Linked DNA regions of Larimichthys crocea: region 1 is linked to region 2. The links are chromatin contacts, called in public Hi-C maps. All regions are on one chromosome and are shown on one strand. Each heading gives the region's core, a stretch centred on a gene start, on an enhancer-like site or on the middle of the called end of the contact. The rest is flanking DNA. Distances are from core to core; before and after follow the strand shown.

The links. Hi-C and Micro-C count contacts between places; a contact is called where the count stands out from the background.
Region 1: a Hi-C map of muscle shows a contact between it and region 2, with 3 times the contacts expected there. The contact joins the promoter of sbspon here to the promoter of msc in region 2. A contact is called at or near these places in 2 of 7 Hi-C or Micro-C datasets (both in muscle).

The regions. Positions count from the first base shown.
Region 1 is chrXXIII:11,586,916-11,591,431 of L_crocea_2.0, reverse strand. sbspon (somatomedin B and thrombospondin type 1 domain containing) reads left to right here and starts at 1,540. Exons shown (of 5, transcript XM_010733871.3): 1 at 1,540-2,125; 2 at 3,119-3,313; 3 at 3,458-3,536; 4 at 4,095-4,271. The coding sequence starts at 1,900.
Region 2 is chrXXIII:11,455,174-11,459,764 of L_crocea_2.0, reverse strand. It overlaps msc (musculin (activated B-cell factor-1)), which reads left to right and starts at 2,208. Exons shown (of 2, transcript XM_019263200.2): 1 at 2,208-2,712; 2 at 3,039-3,141. The coding sequence starts at 2,290. The coding sequence ends at 3,122. LOC113744498 (a long non-coding RNA gene) reads right to left here. Exons shown (of 6, transcript XR_003461595.1): 2 at 3,041-3,165; 3 at 2,653-2,709; 4 at 1,445-1,589.

The DNA.
Region 1 (4,516 bases), core at 291-2,790, 130 kb before region 2:
ATATCTGCCCCTTCTATAGCAGTAGACGCAGGGAGGCCTCATTCTCTGCTAATGCTCCCTGCAGAGGCCTCATTTGTTTCCCATGAAATGGAGGAGGAACTGCTCAAATAAAAGCTGACCCTCTTGAGTTCACAACATCCTCAGACATTCAGGCTCCTTGAGCAAACATAACAGAGGAGAAATTGCTGCGGATACCCTGCAAAATTATGTCTGATTCATATGCATCAAGATTCTTTGCTTACTGGGGGGGCTTCCTTTGACATTTTTGCATCATTCAAATGTAGAAACACTAGGTATAAAAGTATTATGTGATTTTTATCAGCTTATATTGAAATCCTTACATTTGACTTTATAAAGACATTGTCTCAGCTTCACTCAGAGGAGATAATCTAATAGTCCTTCTATCAATCATCTGTCAGACAGGCCAAATCCTAATGAGATCAAACAATTAGCCCAGCTAAGGGTGTCACAGACATGCCACCTCAGAGTTACGGCCTATGAAATGAATCTGTCATCTGCTGTTCGCCCTGTACTTTATGTCAAGAGTTATAGATTAAGCCACACCCTGGTCTACAAATAATGGTAATACACATACACTGGGAGCTCCAGCTCACTGATTTACAGCCCTGCACCTGCACTGAAGCTGAATCCATACAATAACAGCGAGCTTGGTTCTGTCAGAAGGTTAAAAAGTTTGTCGGACAGCACCCTTAAAACTAATCAACATGTATATCTATAAATATTTTTTACGGGGGGGTTATGTGCTGGACTATTTCCTGGCCTGGTGTAGTCACTTCATGGATTCTTGTCACTGTGAGATTACCAAGCAACATGTTTTTACATCTTGGTTTTTGTGTGGGTCAAACGAATGATATTATGAGTTTAGAAGAGCAGAATTTTTCAAAATCCTGTCTTTATGCTAAGCTTCACCAACAAGGCTGTAGCTTATTTAGTGCACAGATATGAGAGGTATTGATCTTCTCCTCTAACTTATGCAAGAAATCTAATAAGCCTCTTTCCCAAAATGCCAGCAACTAAATAAAATAGAATATCAGATAACATAACATAATGAAATAGAGGCACGTCAGAGGTAAAACAGGGGGAACTCATGTTCAAAGTGTTGAGATTTTTTGTCAGATTACAGTAACAATAATAGAAAGGAAAAAAGGGAGAGAGGTGAGAATCAAAGGGTGGTTTACAACGCTCAGCAGGCCCCCTGGCACAATTATTTGGAGACCTGCCAACTGCTCACATTCCTCCCTTTCTTCTGGGACTCTGGGGTGGCAGAGAGTGGCTGGGCAAGACTGGCATATCAGGGTCACATGCAATTCTGCAGGGAGAGGGTAAGAAGGAAAACGGGTAAACAGCACTAAGACAGGTGAGAAAGAGGCAGGAGAGAGAGAGAGAGAGAGAGAGAGAGAGAGAGAGAGAGAGAAAGGCAAAACACACACCAAAGTCACCAGCTCACCCCTCCCTCGCCCTCGTTGTCTCCTCCCTTGTGCGATCGACTGAAAGGAGGTGCTCCCTCCCTGGGAGCAGGGAGAGAGAGAGAGAGAGAGAGAGAGAGAGAGAGAGAGAGACGGGAGAGGTCACACACACAATATGAGGGACATTGGGAGTCTGACTGGAGCTGGAATGGGGTGCTCTGTACTGTAGGTTGCTCGGCAGACCTGTTTCTGGAAGGCTGGACACAGGAGACGGACACAGGAATTCCAGGTCACAAGGGCTCCTGTGGCAAAGCACAGCCTTGGCTGGGTTGGGGCTGGGCTGGTATTCCAACCTCTCCCTCTCACGTTCATGAGCATGACAGACATAGAATAGGACCAGGGAGGGCGTTAATACACTTAACAATAAGAAAGCAGATAAGAGGGCAACTAAGAGACTAGTGTGACCTCCTTTATGATGGGATCCTCTGTGGAGTTTGCATGTTTGTTGCTGGTGGTTTCGACTCTTGGAAAGAACCACTTGGTGTCTGGAGGTTGTTCTGGGAGATGCTGCCGGAGCAGAGACTTGAGCTGTTCGACCACTGACTGGAGGATGGACCGCGTGTATGGGACGTGCTACTGTGACAAGGGCTGCGATAAGACCAAGGACTGCTGCTTCGACTACTTCACAGAGTGCCCAGGTGAGGGATGAATGGAGGGAATGAATAAATCACAAGAGGAGGCACTGTTGATTTATGCACACACCCTTACTATATGACACCAGTGGGAGATAACCTGTTGCATGAGATAACCCGAACTCTTGTTAAAGATCTTCTGATTCTATCTATCAGACAGAAGATAGATATTTTTTCGTACCTGGTCGTTACTGGGTTGCTTATCTGATGGCACACAGATGGCAGGGGAGGATATGTTCCAAATTCATCCGAGGGATGTGAAATTGTTTGCACACATTTATCTTCATAGTCGTGAAGTCCTGTCAAACTCCCAGAGGCGTTGTTTGTTCTGTCTTCTTGACCTTCTAGCTTGCACAACACTCATTTTTCTTCTGTAACATGTGTCATGGCTGTTCCATCACAAAAAGGCAATACTCAGTTCACCAAATAACCCAGGCAAGCTCTGCATCTAACCTCATTTCAGTGGACTGGCCCACATAATGGAATTAGTACAAATATTTGAAGAATGTGATTCTGTCAATCAGTTGTAGCAATTACAGTTCCAGTCAAACAAGCCAAGCGTACATAATATGTGCTGGTAGTCACTAAATCTGCATGCTTAATACATCAAAGCTAGATCATCAAGCACAGGGAGCAAGTGAAAGAAAAATCACAGGACTTAGTGATTGAATGCTCACTTGGCATACTCTCAAACTACTTGTAGTTAAGCAGGAAACACTAATTCTACAAGTCACAATCAATGCTTCATTGATCTCAAGTTATGTCCTGCATATTTAGCTCTATTGCACTGTTTCACAGGAAAACTGTAATTATGCAGTCTGCACAAAACGCTGCAAGGTTTCACCTTAGCTATGGCTCAGATGTGTCACCTCATTGCACTCTGTGAACTTCAGGAGTGTTTGGTCCAACATCTCTCAGGTGTTTCAGTTTGATTGTTTTGCTGCCGCAGAGGATATCCTGTAATAATGTTTCTGCCACAATACGGGTGCCAACATCCAGCTCAGGACTGTACCATGAGCGACTGGAGCTTTTGGAGCGGCTGTGCCAAGCCCTGCCAGCCGTCAGTGAGAGTTCGTGTCCGCCACACGGAGCGGCAGCCCAGTAACAGCGGAGAGCCCTGTCCCAGCCTGCAGGAACGAGCCGGCTGCATGGAGTACAGAGACCACCATGGTGGCCACTGTGGACAAAAATCAGGTATACCAATAAATGAATATCTACAATTGCACTGCTTTTATTTGATTTTATACATATTGCATTGGTTTATCCTGTTTGTAACTTTTGGACTTGGGCTACACCTGAACTTACCAACAGAAATACTAAATTGGTTTCTCTTATCAGGTCCTGCATTCATCACCAGCATGGAGTTTGGCAAGGGAAGGCCCAAGCATGACAACTATGGAAACCCCCTAGACCCTGGGTAGGTTTCATATCATGCTCCTATAAAACCTCCCCAAGTATTCTGAAACTGCACACGACCTCGGGTATCTTTAAATTCAAGAGTTGAAAAGTTCATGAACGCAACCAGGGGTTAAACTTCATTTTAACGTTAGTCTGTGTAACTCAAACCATTTGGAAAAAAAAAGAAATAAAAGATCCTTTTTCTCCATCTGCATGAGCTACCAGTGGGTGTTTGCTCACCTGGTCGTCTGTCTACAAACCATTATATATAGCAATGTCGGGAGACTGCCCACAACCCTTTGAAATCAAGCACTCAGACTTTAATAAGGAGTGTCACATGAAAAGCACATGCACAAAGGGTCTAGATGACAGTAGGTGAGTTATAGTGTGGTGCCAACAGCATACCCATTGGCTGAATTATTGTCATTCTTACTTAATAATGGGTGTGCCCATACTACACTGGATCCGGAGATGATTATATTGCACTGATGAAACAAATTATCCCCACACCAGTCATTAACTGGGTGATGATGTCCTCCTATTGTGTACATTAAGACTCTGTCCCTTCTACCCTCAGGTTCTGTGTGGAATTCATGCTGCAGTCTCGGACACCCCATTGTACAGTGCAGAACCGGCCACACACCCACTGGATGCGCTACATAACAGAAGGCTTTAGAGTGTGCGTGTTGTGTGAACCCCCTGCCTTGCGAAACAATAGTGGCAGCTGCCAAGGAGACGGTCAGGAATCAGACAAGTAAGTTATGAACCTTTACATGCATGCTCTCTCAGCAATGTTGTTTTAAGGTTGCATATGAAGGGTTAGGTTTGTACAAACTGGATTAGATTTGATAATGCAGCATATTACATTTTTCCAGTTTATCAATCCCAGATTTATTTACAACATTTAAAACCAAATCAAAACAAGCTTAAACTCTTAACCAATCCAGGACAAATCCGAGCAGGATATGTCCCCACCTCCCTCTACAATTACACTTAATG
Region 2 (4,591 bases), core at 959-3,458:
TTACTGTTGGCCCTGAATTTAATTATTCCCAGGGCAAATACAATAACCATGTAAGCATCAATTACACTGATGGGTTAGACAATATTTGCTGCTCTTACTTGAGGAGCTACATCTACAGAATGACTAATGAGCACCCTTGTTTTATCTGAACCTGCTTCTTGTTGACAGTGAATGGAGCAGCAGGTTGAAATATGTGTCACATAGCCAATACCTTTTCATGTTATGTTTAAAAAAAAAGAGAAAAAAAGTGACAGCTTATGAAACGAGGAGTAAATCCAACAGCAGAATCCCTTAGCTTGCACCTTTGAGTGTGTCAGTCATACCATCCAGCTCGCTGACGGATGCAGCGACAGGGGATGAGATGGCAGCCTGCCTGAAGCTTTGACTTTCTTTCTTACAAGAGTAAAACACTGCAAGCAGGAACTTAATATCTCAACCTCATGACACATCCAAGGACAAGGACAGATTTGTCCGAGGTCCCGCTGATGTCAGGTCTTCTTGTGAAAAACGTGCATGGAGGAGTGGGATAGTAGAAGTGGAAAACATAGGAATGTGTCCTTGGATTAGGGAGCATTCCTGGTTTGTGAAAGAGGGAAATCTGAGTGGTGGAAAAGTGCAGAACAAAAACCGCAGTGACTTGCATTTTGACACTGAGAAATGAAACTGGAACATCATTATAAACAGCTAATAAGCAAGCATGATGGGTTTTGAAAGGCTCTATATATTAGACGTTTAATAAAAGTTGGGATAAATTACACCCCATCGTGGGAACTGTTGAAGTACAGTACAGCATTGAGCCCACTCTAGTAAAGTAGTTCTCATTTTGTGACCCTGGCATGGCCAGCTACCAAAATCAAGCATGCATCTCAGCTGCGCTGCAGTTAGGTAATTCTTGGCAGAGTCTTGCTATTGTCATAAAAAAATCCAAATTTCACACGTATTATGTGGAGTAATAGCTTTTTCAGGGACCTGGGATTTTCTTGGACTATCTTGAGAAAGTAAAGAGGGGGTGCTGTACGGCCATAGAACGTTCCATTTATCCAGAGAAATTGTGCTCCCACACCTCACACATAAGCTCCTTATAATTTCCTCAAAGCGTTCTCTTTTTAATATAGTGAGCAATGTGCTTACTTTTACTTTGTAATGCTTGCAAATCTCACAGACTACAACAGAGATTCTGTATGAAGTGTAGAGTCTGGAATAAAAAGACTTTTTTCTCAGAAACTTTCCAGGCAGCATGGTATCTCTGCAAACACATTTTGCAATCCTGTAGCTTCTGAGGCCTGGAGCTGTTCTCTTCCCCGACTTCTGTTAGCTCTTGATCTCAGTCCACACTAAAATTTACTACCCTGTCTGAACTCTATCAGTTGATGCGCTGAGAAAAGTTTGAGGGACACTAAACAAATGCGAAAAATGGCCAACATGCCCAGTGAAAAATGTTTACCATGGGAATGAAGATGGTGCCTCTTCTCTTCTGCCACACCCTTGTCATGCCAACGCTCCAGATGTCATGGGAACCGATAACAGCTGGGGCTGGTGCACGCAGGCTGCGTGTGAAAGGCTGCTCCATCTGCAGAAACCCAATCCCTCTGTGAAACCAGCAAAGGATTATGCACTTTTGATAAGGTCCTCAAGACATTTCTATTACCAAAACACATCTGTGGAACCGACAGACTTAGAAATGTTTACTATATGTGCATTTCCAAATGTTGCAGTGAATTGTTGGTATTATTATCACACTCCATATGAGAAAGATTATCTCTCTGTTTGGTAAAAACATCCTTATAGTCAATTTGCAACTTTATTACACCTCTCTTTAGACTATCAATACTAAGCCATTCATTTACGTGGATTAATGCTATCATCAAGTTGCAGATGAGCAAGTTAAGTCTTTAACAGTATACACAAGGAGATAGAGTTGTGGTCATGGTGGATTGGAGGGAAAGGGGGAGGAGAAAGGCTCAGAAAAAAACTGTACAGATGCCAAGTCCAGGACACTTAAATTAGAGGGGTAGCAAAGCAAGGAGGCATGTTTCACTTTTAGAGAGAGCTGCAATTTTCAGACTTGACCTTAAGCTGTTGGTACTGCAGCATTGTCAAGTGGTGACATTTCAGGGTGAAATAAGTTGTAGGGTTACCAAATGGGAATTTAAAAGTGGCGGTAGCCTGCTGACTTCCAACCTCCTGGTGTTTGCAAAACTCTTACCAAGCTGAGAATCTATTTTTCCAATCTGCTGCTGTCCCTTAAGTGCCAACCGCGTCCGCCTCCAAGGCACAGGTGGAGCAGCCATGTCCACTGGCTCTGCTGCAAGTGATGCTGAGGACTACGAGACATGTCACACAAGGACTGCCACCGCTTTGGCGAGGAACGCGCGGAAGATTGCATGCTACAATCCCAACCTTTATTCGGATGAGGAGTTGGAAAATGACGGCGGGGAGGGGAGGATCAAGCATGACCGAAAAGCCTCCAGAGCGCACCAGAAGGAAGCGCGCCAGTCGCAGAGAAACGCGGCCAATGCCAGGGAGAGGGCGCGGATGAGAGTGCTGAGCAAAGCTTTCTCCAGACTGAAAACCAGCCTGCCCTGGGTACCAGCAGACACCAAACTGTCCAAATTGGACACGCTTCGACTCGCCTCGAGCTACATCTCTCACCTGAGACAGCTTCTGCAGGATGACCGGTTCGAGAGTCGCTTTGCGCACCCAGTCAATCTGGTATGAAGATAAAAACCCAAAGCAAAAACAAACAAATGTTCAGACACAGAAAGAAGTATTGAAGTGACGTTTCTCATTGTGTACTTTTAGGGTTTTGCACAAACAAATGGGAAATCACTTTACTAGTCTCTAGGTTTGAATTTTATAGTGACTTAATTATGTAATTTGACATAATCACTATAGCTTCCCCACAATATTCCTGTTATTTCTGCAGTATCATTCTGAAAATGGAGAATCTCATTACCAAGACTATCATAGTCAATAGTGAGTCTGGGAAAAAAAAGTTTTTGGATGTGTTTCTTTACTGTTGTGTTTTGCTTTAACAGACCTGGCCATTTTTGATGACGGGGCGATCAGAGGACAACCAAGACATCTCATCCAATGTAAGACTATGTGGAGCAACAGCATAGGACTCCTTTCTTCTTCAAACACCAGCTTTGGTTCTGCTGAAGCCTGCAGACAATATAAAATGCTGATGCCTCCTGAAAATGGAAAAATGTCTGCATAACTGTAGCTAAGCAATGACTTTAAACTCAACCTTTAATACACTTTGGATTGTGTATTTTCAGAGCATGTAGGTTAGAACAATAAAGGCAGTACTCCAAGTTTGTTTTGAGATATATCTTCTTTTGTGTGCATGTTTGCTGTAATTAGTATTATGGCATGTTTACACTGTGTGTAAGCTCAATTAGACTGGATTTAACCTCCGGATTTGGGTTTAACAAACATCAGCCCCACTATTTGTTTTGTCATTTTAATGATCTTCGATACAGTTTAGAGAGCAACCAGCAATCTATGTAGTATAGACCTTTTTTCACAGCAGCCATTTTGACATGAAATAGTAGGTAAACACAGGTTTTACCAATGACACTAATTAAGGCTCTGTTCCATTCAGGTCAAACAGAGTCAGAGTCAGAGTGCTGCTGTGGTGCACGTTAGCCCGTTGCCTGCATTGATCCTACTATTTCATGTCGACATGGCTGCTGTGAAGATAGATAGATGTTTTGCTACTTTGACTTGTATTTCAATCACAAAGCAAAAATGTGCAGCATAATTCTTTTCTATTGTGGATCTACAGTATTTATTGTATTTGTGACGTGTTTGTCCTTTGATATTTTTGCATTTCAGATAAAATTTTACTAATAACAAATGTCTTTGTCTCTCCTTGTGCTGAATCAAAAATCATAATAATCCCCTTATTATGATTTAGAAGCATCTCATGTGTGTTTATTTCACCATGAAATCAGTTGTCGTGGCTGAAGTGGGCAGATAGCAAATCTGTGAATCTCGATAGTTTAAATCATGTCTGTTGCAGATTAATCTAGTGGTGGCCAGGAGCTGCAGCACTCATAAGCTGTAAGAAGCAGATATGTGTCATTTGTGCATGTAACCAAACTCCAGGGGTGCATTGTGGAACAGCATGGAAACTTTAGAGATCAATATTCTATCATAAAATGTCTTGGTTTGGTTTTATCCTGTCAAAAATCAATCAAGACATAACACACTTGTCCAAATATTCACAAAACTATGAACATATTGCATCACATATTTCCAGAGAGACTTCTCAGACTTTTATAAATGTTTCATTCATCTTTCATTTCTTGCTGAAAAATGAAGTCTGATACAACACAGATGCAACTGTATCTTTGGCACAAAGCTTTTTTTTCAGTGGACAACACTACCCACCATACACGCCATCATGTATTCAGATCATGACTCTTATCTGCCAGCAGGACTCCAGAGATCTGGAGCCATGTCATCAGGCCGAGTGCAGTTGTTCATATTCCAGTCAAAACACACACAAAAAAAAAAACTTCCCAAAGCATTGGTCAAAAGTTCAGAAAGAAGCAGAAGAGCCAGGCCCACTTCCCTTCCCCCT